3 separate regions of the Gossypium arboreum genome follow, and all the other regions are linked to region 1. A link is a contact called in public Hi-C data. All regions are on one chromosome and are shown on one strand. The core of a region is the stretch at or near the end of the contact, and the rest is flanking DNA. Distances in the headings are between cores, read along the strand shown.

Region 1 (3,743 bases), core at 693-3,192:
AATTGCTATATTCTGAATGATGTAGCAACTAAGGCAACATCTAAAAATCTATATGAAATATGGCATGGTAGGAAGCCAAAATCTAAATCATTTAAGGATTATGAGTTAGTTTTCATAATTATTGCTTCATTTTATTTTTTTAATTTTGAAATATTTAATATACAAACAAAATGATTAGATAATTAATTGTTAAATACATAAAAAATTGTTTTATTTTTTCAAATTATATTATTGTTTAATAAAATTAATATATAATTTGATTTTCTTAATTTGTCTAATAAAATAACTCATAATATATATTTGGTAAACTAATTATTTTAATTACTTTATCGATTTTTAATAATTGTCATCTAATTAATCACTCTCTTTTATATAATTTTATAAATATAAATATATATTTTCAAATACATGATATTTTATATTTTTATGAATTTATTCATATTTAAAAATATTAAATACTCAAAAAAATTGTAATTAATAGTTAATGTTTAATATTTTTTCTTTTATATGATTTTCATATATTTTTCGTAATAATATTTATTTGATTTCCTTTTATATTACATTCTCAAGTTTTATGTAGAAATAATCAATTTAATATAAGGATTTGTTTACAAAATAATAGTAAGTGTTCTGCAATGTTAAGGTTCATTGTACTTTCTTTTTTTTTTTTTGAAAAAAAAGAACAATCACTCGTCGTAAATGGTCAAGGACAAGCTCCATCAACACAACAAAGGCTTTATTCACAGCATCAATAGAACATTATGACATGTTGGCAATTGGCTTTATCACAACTCAAGTACTACATATCGAGTGATTGCAAACACTTAATACGATAAGGAAACCAGCCTCAAATGGCCCAAAGCAGCGAGCAAAAATCGACAAATAATTGAGCATTCACCAAACTAGAGGATGTCAACAAAATTGTCCCTAAAATCATTTGTAAAATTAAGATTACATGCAAAAGCAAAACTAAAAAATGTGCCACAAGAGCAAGCAAAAACTTATAAAACTGAAAACTTATTAAACAATAGAAAAATATATATATATATAAAACTTAAGACAACATGAGTCTAAATCGACATGTGAAATTATTTATTATTTTAAGAAGTTGACGAAGAGTGACCCACTTTCCAAGAAAAACTATTGGTGGCTGGTGGAATTTTAGTGATTGATAGGCACTATCATTTATCCATCACAACTTGTAAAGACACCAAATATATCCACAAAATATATCTGCAAATTGAAAAGAGAGAAGACGTGTGTAGTGAAATAAAAAAAGAAAGAAAGAAAGTGTTGATGCAAGAGGAAAAAGGCGGGTGATAGCCCGCTTAGAGGTTGACACCGTCGCTGAGTAAAACAAAAAATAAGAAGCAAACGACTGAGAGAAAAAAAAAAAGAGAAAAGTTTTTTAGGGTTTACCTTAAGTACATTGTACTCTTAAAGAGAGAATAAATATTTGAAATTTGGAGAAGACATTATTAAGAAAGACTATCATAAACCTCAAACATAAAACGTAAAATAAACATGAACAATATAAAAATCAACCTCAAACATAAAACGTAAAATAAACATCAACAATATAAAAATTAATTATATGTACAAATAATCTATTTAATATAAGGATTAGTTTTAAAAATATATATAAGGATTAATCTTATTTGTTAAATTTTATATAAACTTATGTATTTTGTACAAATAATCTATTTGATTTTATACAAATAGCCTATTTAATAGTTTTATCTATATGCAATTTTTATATGATTTTGTACATTTTGTACAAATAATCTATACTAAATTTTATTTGTTAAATTTTGTACAAATATTAATTTTTCTGTTAAATATTATATACATAAAATTTTTTCATATTATTACAATCTTTATACAAAAACGAAAAAGAGAAAAAATATAAAACTGCTCAGTATTACAATTTCCAAAGATGACGTGGGCAATCAGATATTTGCTTGCACTGGTTCTATCACCGCATAAGATTCTAACCCCACTTTTCCTTTTCTTCAATGTTGCCTATGTCCTCTCTATTTTTGTCTCCGATTCGATTCTATTAGTAGGAGAAAATCAGAAAAGAAAAAAAGCCACCCAAAAAATATATATACTGGCATTGCATTTCAGACCCGTTTACTTTTGAATTATCAATTTTACCCTTATTGAAATCTCAACTCCTCTTGCAAGCAGGCACTCTCCTTTTGTACAGGGGTGCTGCTTTGGAGATCTGATCCAAAATTCATGCACTGATATTGAGTGATTTTTCCATTTTTTTTACGAGATGGGTATTCTGTTTACAAAATTGTTCTCTTCTCTATTGGGAAACAAGGAGGCTCGGATCCTTGTTCTCGGTCTTGACAATGCTGGCAAAACCACTATTCTTTGTATTATTTCTCATCCCCTTTTTTTTTAATGTTTTAAGCGCTACCCATTTTTTCCTGCCGTGATTTATGAAATGGCCTTTCTCTCTCTCTCTCTCTTTATAATTTGAGGGTTTGGTTGCAGATCGGCTTCAGATGGGTGAAGTTGTCTCCACAATTCCAAGTTAGTCGTTCTTATTCTATTCTCTCTTTTCTTTTTTTGTGTGAAGCGGGATTATTGAGCATTTTGATATGTTGTGGGGAGATAGAATGGATAAGTTTTGATTTTCAATTAAGTAGATCAAAGGTTTCTTTAATATTTAAGAGTTGATATTAGATTTGTTATGTTCTTTATGGTGCAGCAATTGGATTTAATGTCGAAACAGTACAGTACAATAACATCAAATTTCAAGTTTGGGATTTAGGTATGCAGACCAGTATTCCTTGATCCACATCTTTAACATGTAGCGATGTCCTGTAATTTTGATTATATTTTCCTATCGATTTGATTGTTCGAAGGTATAAGAGTTGGAAAATTTTCGCAACATGCATCTATGTTAAAATCATATCAGAAGCACCCTAGCTTTCAAACTTACAGAAATGTCAGGAAGATGAAACAGTTCTTATTGTGATACTTTAAATCCTCTAGTTCTTATATCAAAGACTTCAACGAACATATTTTTTTACTTTTGTTACCTTAAAACTTAATTTTATAAACTAACCGTATCTGGCTTTCAGATCACAGTTTACATGAATCCTTTACCTCTAGTCTATATCTTTATATATCTGTTCTAAGTATCTCTTGCGGGAAAACAGCTTATTAAGTAACAGCTTGAAGAAAATTTTACAGAACTATGTTCTCTTTATCATCAGAGCTTTACTTTTTTGAAGCTGGATAAAGTAAAACTTTCACTAATTAGAGATATCTGCCACAACCTATAGGAGAAATAAGAAACCATGGAAATTTAACTTTGTCTGCAACCCTATTTCTTATGCAATTTTACTATTATTCAATGCCATTGGACTTCGTCAAAAATTTAATCTCTTAGGCCTAGTTCTGCAATTGAAAATTGTTTTTGAAAAGTTTGGTTTACAAAAAGTGCTTTTAAAAAATGTTGTGAGAAAGTGCGCGTCGTTTGTTAATTTCAAGTGTTTGACATTGTTAGCAAAAATTGCAGTGGAAACTTAAAAGGTTCAATTAAGACATAATGTTGGAAATTAAAAATAAATTAATTTAGGTAATATTTAAATAATTTATACATGAAATATACAATTTAAATACTTTTTAAGTAATTAATAAATTATTTGTAAATTTAAAATACATGAAATATTTTAAAATTTTAAATATAATGATAAATGATATTTAAATAATTTAATATAATG
Region 2 (3,743 bases), core at 804-3,303, 470 kb before region 1:
GGGCTCTTAGTGATCTTTCTCTATATATGGAAGTTTTGTAATTCATCTAACAAGAGTTTCTACAAGTTTTTGAGGTGGGTTTTCTTTTCTCATCAAGGTTACATGACAAACCTCAACTTCAGCAAGGTAAGAAATTCTTAAACCCAAAACATCGGCAAGGTAAGAAATCCTTAGTTCTTTTTTTTTTTTTTTGCCCGTCCTGTTTCTCGTTGCAGTTAGTTTATTCTCTATTTTCATCTCCTCTCAACTTGTAACAAAAAATAGTTTCTCGTATGTTAGATTTGGAGTTCTATGAACATGTTTACTTCTCATAATTTTTGTCATATTTTATAAGGGAGAGCAGTCATTTGGTTTAGTTAAAGAAAAACTGAAAACAGACTAGCTAACGACTATGGTTATAATTGACCTAACTGAACCTCCTTAAAGTCGTTGGTTCTGTCGGTTAAGCCGAAAAAATAAAAATCTGTTGGGTTAGTTTGTGTAATGGATAGATAGGTTGGCTTGGTTTTGGAATTGGCTAATTATTTTTATATTTATTATAAGTCGGTTGGTTTGGTTATGTATTTTGTTAATTGATAACTGATCGACTTAATCTACTACATCCAACGGTAAAATTGATTTTACCTACCTAGCCGGCTTGACCAAATCGACTTGGGCACATACTATCGATTAAATTGGTTAAGTCTCCGTCTAAAAAGAAAAGGGATTAAGTCGGTTTCAACCAACTTTTTCTTAGCCCTAATATTTTATATTCAGCCTCTTTTGCGATAGCAATTAGAAGTAATATATTGAAGTTTTGGTTTTTTAATTTTCTTTTTCTTGCTTTGTTTTGTGTATGTATATTGAGTAATTACTGAGAACTTGATTGTGAAAGAAGGGAAGAGATCTTTCATGTAGTAGTAATTATGTGTAACTTGTTGCTTAGCTAAGGCCACAAAGCCGAAGATAGTTTAATTGATTTGATTTGATTGAATTTTTATCATTTTTTTAATTTTAATTTACTTTGTATTTATCACGTATATCATCTTATTATCTTCTTGTTTTAACCTATCTAAATATTTATCCTGTAATTATCTTCTAGTTTTAGTCTATCTAAACTCGGGTATACTTATCATTTTGTACCTATATATATAGCTAATGAATATTGGAGAATTCAGTGTGCTTGATTTCTAAGAACATCATTCTTATTACTTTTTCTTATATGGCATCAGAACTAGGTTGAGTTTGATTAGAATCTCATTTTACTTTGTTCTTTTTTCAAGTCAAAACAGTGTACTCATTGCAAGCCTTTATTGCTGCAGTTTTTCTTGGTCTTGTTCCTTGTTCCTTGATTCTATCTAATCATTGTCAACCTTTGACTATCAGAAATATTTATCCATGATTATTTCATCTTCCCGTGAATCATGTTCGATATTTCAATTGAATCCAAATCACAGTGAAATCAAGTTTACCATTTTGATTCTCATCTGATCCAAATATTATTGTTCATTTAAAAATGGAGAAAAGTTTTACATTGGTCACTATCTGTTTGATGTATTTTTGGGGCAGTGGAAAGATAGGATATTTTTGACTGGAGGAAAGGAAGATCCAGTGTATGATACCCGGGACAATTTAAGTCTAATGTACTCTGATCTCGGCAACAAATCTCAAGTTTATGAATTACGATTGCAATTTAGTGAGCTTCATTAGGGAGAAAACAGTATTAGTAAGTATTTTCTTATCCTGGAAGAGGGTTTAGATATGTTTAATGATTATGATAAGAGCTCTGATTGCTGTATTTATTACAAGAGAAACGTGAAGAGCGATCAGATCTTCAAGTTCCTTGCTGGCCTTAATATAAATTTGAGAGGACGGATAATCGACTGACAACCACTTCCCTCAGTTATTGTTCTCGGAAGTTAGGAAAGGAAAGTCGATAGTTCTTATGTTGGGTAAAAAAGATTCCACCAGTTTCGTTGAGAATTCAGCTCTAGTCTCTTTTGATACTACTACCAGCCAACGGAGTATGAAAGGAAAATCTTGGGTCTGGTGTGACACTTGTAACATACAGCATCATACTTGTGAATCTCTTTGAAAATTCGTGGAAAACCCACAAACTTCAACCTTTGCTAATGAGGTCAAGACAATCCCAGTTAGTAAGGAACAGGTGGATCATCTTCTCGAATTGCTAAAGTCCAATTCTGTATCTAGTGATCCTGGTAGTTCCCTATCTCAAGGAGGTAGAATTTTCAGCGCTTTTCCTAGCTGTCTATCTTCTACACCAGGGGTTAATTGGTTCTGGTGCATCTGATCATTTGACTAGTCTTTCGCATTTATTTACACATGTTGATTGATTGATTCTAATTGATAGTGTACGGCAGATTTTAGAAATTATGTAATTACTGATTTTTAGGGATTACAGAATTATTAGTTTCCTTTTCTTAGTTTATGTGTACAAATTCTTTGTATTTTTTCACAATTGATATATGAGAAAATAAGAAATTCTTCTCCCATTCTTTTGTTGCTCATTTTCTTTGATTTAACATGGTGTCAAGCTAAAATTCTAGATTTGAGAGGAATTTTTTCTCAATTTTTTTTCAAAATCCCAAAACTCTAGAAATTTCTTTTGGTACTCACTCCCTTAAGCCCTTTTTTTTTTTGACCACCCACACCAGAAGGATCGCCACCTCTTTGTCGGCGTAACCTTCAACTTCGGAGATTCATGCGCCCTCAACAGTTTCGGGAGTTTTCCTCATAAGCCTGCGCGTGATGCACATCCCATTGGAGTTTTGCCTCTTCGTTGTTGCCGTAATTCATTGCTATTCTTAATTGGGAGGCAATAAGGCTGCTAGTTCGAATAATCTTTCTTCAGATTAGTCTCAAAAAGCTTGATGCTAATAATTATCTTGCATGGTCAAGCTCGTGTTTGGCTTTCATCAAAGCTAGAAGCTTGCAGGGATATGTTATTGGAATGACTAAAAAACCCACAGAAAGTGATTTCGCTTTTGACTAGTGGGACTCGGAGAATTCACTTGTTTGGTCTTGGTTTATTAATGCCATGGAGCCACATATTTCAAAAGACCTACCTACTACTTGACATTGCAACAACGATATGGGAGGCACTTGCTCTTACTTGAAGGTTGGAATTATGCTCAGTTCTTTGAAATATGGAATAAGGTTCTCTATACCAAGAAAGGTGAGATGACCATTTCTCAAATACTTTTTTAAATTGAGTGCTTTGTGGCGAGACTCGATTAATATCAAGACTTTCGGGCGGATTGTACTGGAAATGAAGTCAAATTCAAAAAAATCGATTGCAAAGGAACAAGTTTATTATTTTCTTGCTGGACTGAATAATGAGTATGATCAGGTAAGGGTTCAAGTACTTGGCAAGACACCTTTCCCTCACTTGAGGAGACCTTTTCTCATGTTTTGTGGGAAGAGGGCTATAGGAGTGCTATGCCCTACTCAACACCTATTGAAAATGCGAAATTGATTGTTGATAGCTCCCAAAATCTAAGAATCCTTACAAAGACCACATGCAGTATGAGTCTCGTGGAAAACTGAAGAATACAAAAGAAACTTGTTGGAAACTTCATGGCCGACCCACAAGGGGAAGGGGAGGAAAACGAGCTAATCCAACTCGAGCTCAAGAAAATTTGTCCGAGACTACAGAATCATCCAAAGATATTGCTTCCACTGAAACATTTTCTTCAAATGAAGTATAGCATCTTAGGTGTCTCTTGTCCCAATTTGGCTCTTCC
Region 3 (3,743 bases), core at 656-3,155, 360 kb before region 1:
GTATTCGCGCAATCAGCTTCCTCTGAGGTCCTGTAAACCATGGCGGACATGTGTATTCTGCTCCAGATATCTTCACAGAAGTAGAAACATCAGTGAAAGGTACCTTATTGTACCTGATGAAGGTTATTCTTCTATATGCAGATGCAAACCTTCTTGTATAAAACAACAAGATTACGATCATCAAATGGTAAGTAGCCAGCAAGCAGTTCAAAAAGGATGACACCACAAGACCAAATATCAGCAGCTGCTCCATCATAGCCCTTATTTGCAAGTAGCTATTACCAAAAAATGAATCATGAGCCTAATCTGGTAAGATTGCTTTGTTAAAGAACAGTTAGCTGTTGGTCTATAATTCTCTACGAACTTTTGTTCTCTTGTTAATTTAAACAGTTTAGAACAAATGAACAAGAAGTGATATGTCTTACCTCTGGTGCTACGTAGCATGGCGAGCCACACGCTGTAGTTAGCATATCTCCAGGCTGCACTTCATGTGAACTTTTAGCCAAATTTCCACAATAATGGTTTGGAATTAATCAGAACTGATGAAAATTTATTTAAGTAAATAGAAAGGCTGTGGCTACCTTCCTTAGAGCACTCAGTCCAAAATCAGTTACTTTAAGGTTTCCCTTACTGTCCAAAAGCAAATTCTCTGGCTATATAGAAACGATTGATTCCAAATGTTAATTGGTTTAAGTGACCTTTCTTTGCTCATTTGTGAAGATAGAAAAACTGTATGTTAGACATACCTTTAGATCTCTGTGGTAGACTCCTTTTCCATGGCAATGGTCCACTGCATCTATTAATTGCTGGAAAACTTTTCTTCCCTCTGGTTCACTCAATTTTTTAGCATAAGACTGTATAGTAAGGGAAAAAGGATTAAAATTGTAAATTGAAAATTGAAAAGCTTTACACCAAAACTTTATTGGATCCCTGGTGCAGTCTGATAAGTCTTACCAATTTGTCTGAAAGTTGCCCTCCTGATATGTACTCCATTATTATGTATATCTTCGTCTTGGAGCCAATAACCTGCAACCAGGTTTTACCTCTAATGATAGATTAGGGTGCAAGAATTGGTACCAGTCGATCAATCCAGAAAACAAAAACATACCTCATATATTCTTACAACATTGGGGTGATGTAGAAGCTTCATGGTCCGGATCTCGCTTTGTACCTGAAATTTGAGTATTGATTTCTTAGCTGCAATATATATATATATATATATTTCTTTTGGAATATTTGTCAGGTTGGAGACGGTAAAGGAGGACAAGAAGACATATAACAAAGCAAGGGTTGGATACTCGCCTGATACTTGAGATTGCTTTCCAGCACCATGGCCTTATCGATAATCTTGATGGCAACATGATGACCGTTGGTGGTATCCACAGCCAGCTTGACCTTGGCAAAGGTACCTTCTCCAATAGTTCTACCTAGCTGATACTTACCTATAGTTGTTGCAAGCCCCATAATATATTTCAAAAACGAAAGTCAAATCTAATCTTCTCCTGTAAGCCTCAGAAAAACAAGAAATCTCAATCCTTGCCCCTGTTCCGAGAGAAACAATCAGTCGTTCCTCCTAAACTCCTTGCAGATGTTCCTTGTATCCTGTATGCTCCAAATCTATTGTAAAAACAAATCTGATTTGGCTTAAGTTGGAAGGTCGTAACACATGCGTTTTATTGGCTACTTTCATGTCTGCGTGTTCTTAAAAAGCCTAATAGATATGAGAATTATTATAATTCTTAAAGTGTAATAATATTGTCCTCAACCTATGAAGTGGTTGAAAACTTTGCTTGAGCTTCAGATTGCATGGAAGGGAAGATGAGACGGCTGGTTGGTGAGACTGAAGTTTGCATGTTTTGAATTTGAATGGAAGTTAGCCGTTGTGTCAAAACTAGAGTTTCTTTGGCGTGCTTTTATTTTCTCAATCTTTAGTCTCAACTTGGTCTTGGATTAGAACTGCCATGATTTAAATGTGCTCCCCATCTTTTATATTTCTACTTGAATTTTTTTTCCTGCCTCATCATTATTTCTTTGTTTTCGGTATTCGTCATTTTCTTCTTCACTGCTTTTTATGCAAGATATAGTAGTTGGTGCGAGATTTGATAATGAATTTTTCCATTTTTTAATTCCAATCACATTTCTCACATTTCAGGACCAGCCCAACTCTTTTGATTCGATCAGTGTGAACTCTGAAGAGAAGGCATCAATAGAACTTGGAGGATTGACTTGAATGCCATGAACAAGACCCCTGTCAAAATTATATTTTCTTTATTCATTTCATTTTCAAGATCAACAAAACCACTCATGCCCTGTAATGCAAGAGAATCTATGGATAAGATATTGAATATCGTAAATATTTTTGGAATCGAAAAGACTATTCCACCCATTTCGTCAAGATAAACAAGATACATTAACAAGACGCATTCTATCATAACTCATTGCTGGCAAGAAAAAAAATGCAACACCGATAAAGCCATAAGACATTATTTGTAAAGTAGCTCCGTTGAGACCCGTATTAGTTATCAAATCAATTCCTATAATTATAAAACCCATATGAGATACGGAGGAATAGACTATTCTTTTTTTTAAATTCCTATGACCAAGAGATGTTGAAGCTGCATAAATTATTTGCATTGTACCCACTATTATCAACCATGGAGAAAATATGGAATGCGCATGGGTAATAATTCCATAATATGGAATGCGATGGGTAATAATTCCATATTGATCCGAACTAATTCATATGCTTCCATTTTTAATAAAATTCTGGCTAAAAGCAAACAAGCACTGTAATAGGCCTCCCCCTAGATATCTGGTAACCACGTATGGAAGTGTATAATCGACAATTTGACAGCAAAAACAATAAGAAATCTAATATAGAATATTATTTCTAGTGTGACAGGATATGATTGATTAGCTAAGTTTTGGCTCGTTTTCCTATAATCTATAATATAGAAAAAATTCGCTAAACTTATTGCACAAACTTTTCATTGATCAATTCTTGTTCATTGGGATTTAATCCGAATCACGATATCATTTTCTTGTTCTTGAATGAGTTTCATCAATTTTTTATTCAATTTTTTTAAGTTTATGCTGTACCCCGAGTAAAGATCCGCCCGATTTTGATTTGCGCATGTAGGACAAATGACCTAATACCACATCTTTTTGCTATGATTTCATTTCTTTTTTTATTTTAATTTAATTCCTATTTCTTTCATGTTTTCATCAAATATTCAACGTATTTCTCATATTATTTAATTGATTAATAGTTTGAAATCGTTCTTATTTCTATTTCGAATTTGTAAATAAAAAAGATTTATGATTATGATATAAGTGGTAATTATAAATGTATTATCAATTGGATTTTTTGTAAACTGAGCCTAAATGTTTTATTTGTTCGGTCGAACCAAGCTAATCATAAATCATTGAAAATATTAATATGCCTTACACCCATTTCTAGAGGAATAATATTAGCCACATTTGAGATTTCCTTAAAATTTATAAGGATGTAGGGACAGCTCAAAACACATAAAATGAAGACAGCTCCTAGGGGTGGAGAAGGGTAGCCATAAATTGTGAAGGAGTTAACATGCACGATCACAATCACATGGTAGGACTCTTCAAAAGCCCAAGTCATAGGGTGTTTGGCTGACGGGTGGGCAGGTTGATCGGGTTGGTGTTATGAGGTTCACAATGTTTCTTTGGATATAGGTGTGGTATGAAAGTTAGCTACGGCTTTTGAA

The links. A called contact is a pair of places that touch in the nucleus more often than the background predicts.
Region 2: a Hi-C map of leaf shows a contact between it and region 1, with 4 times the contacts expected there. The contact joins the enhancer-like site here to the promoter of LOC108470123 in region 1. A contact is called at or near these places in 2 of 5 Hi-C or Micro-C datasets (both in leaf).
Region 3: a contact with region 1 is called in a Hi-C map of leaf, with 3 times the contacts expected there. The contact joins the promoter of LOC108464807 here to the promoter of LOC108470123 in region 1. A contact is called at or near these places in 2 of 5 Hi-C or Micro-C datasets (both in leaf).

The regions. Positions count from the first base shown.
Region 1 is chr8:104,844,218-104,847,960 of ASM2569848v2, reverse strand. LOC108470123 (ADP-ribosylation factor 1) reads left to right here and starts at 1,942. Exons shown (of 8, transcript XM_053018106.1): 1 at 1,942-2,384; 2 at 2,493-2,544; 3 at 2,723-2,785. The coding sequence starts at 2,361.
Region 2 is chr8:105,313,816-105,317,558 of ASM2569848v2, reverse strand. No RefSeq gene overlaps it. Among protein-coding and RNA genes, the nearest start is that of LOC108464816, 21 kb to the left of the region's middle. Within about 2 kb of position 2,053, at least 2 of the 2 cell types and tissues checked have an H3K27ac peak or open chromatin away from gene starts, as enhancers often do. A contact at or near this core is called in leaf, where this site is marked.
Region 3 is chr8:105,203,687-105,207,429 of ASM2569848v2, reverse strand. LOC108464807 (CBL-interacting serine/threonine-protein kinase 21) reads right to left here and starts at 1,905. Exons shown (of 15, transcript XM_017765079.2): 1 at 1,303-1,905; 2 at 1,109-1,171; 3 at 955-1,026; 4 at 747-854; 5 at 582-653; 6 at 426-479; 7 at 150-275; 8 at 1-70. The coding sequence starts at 1,464.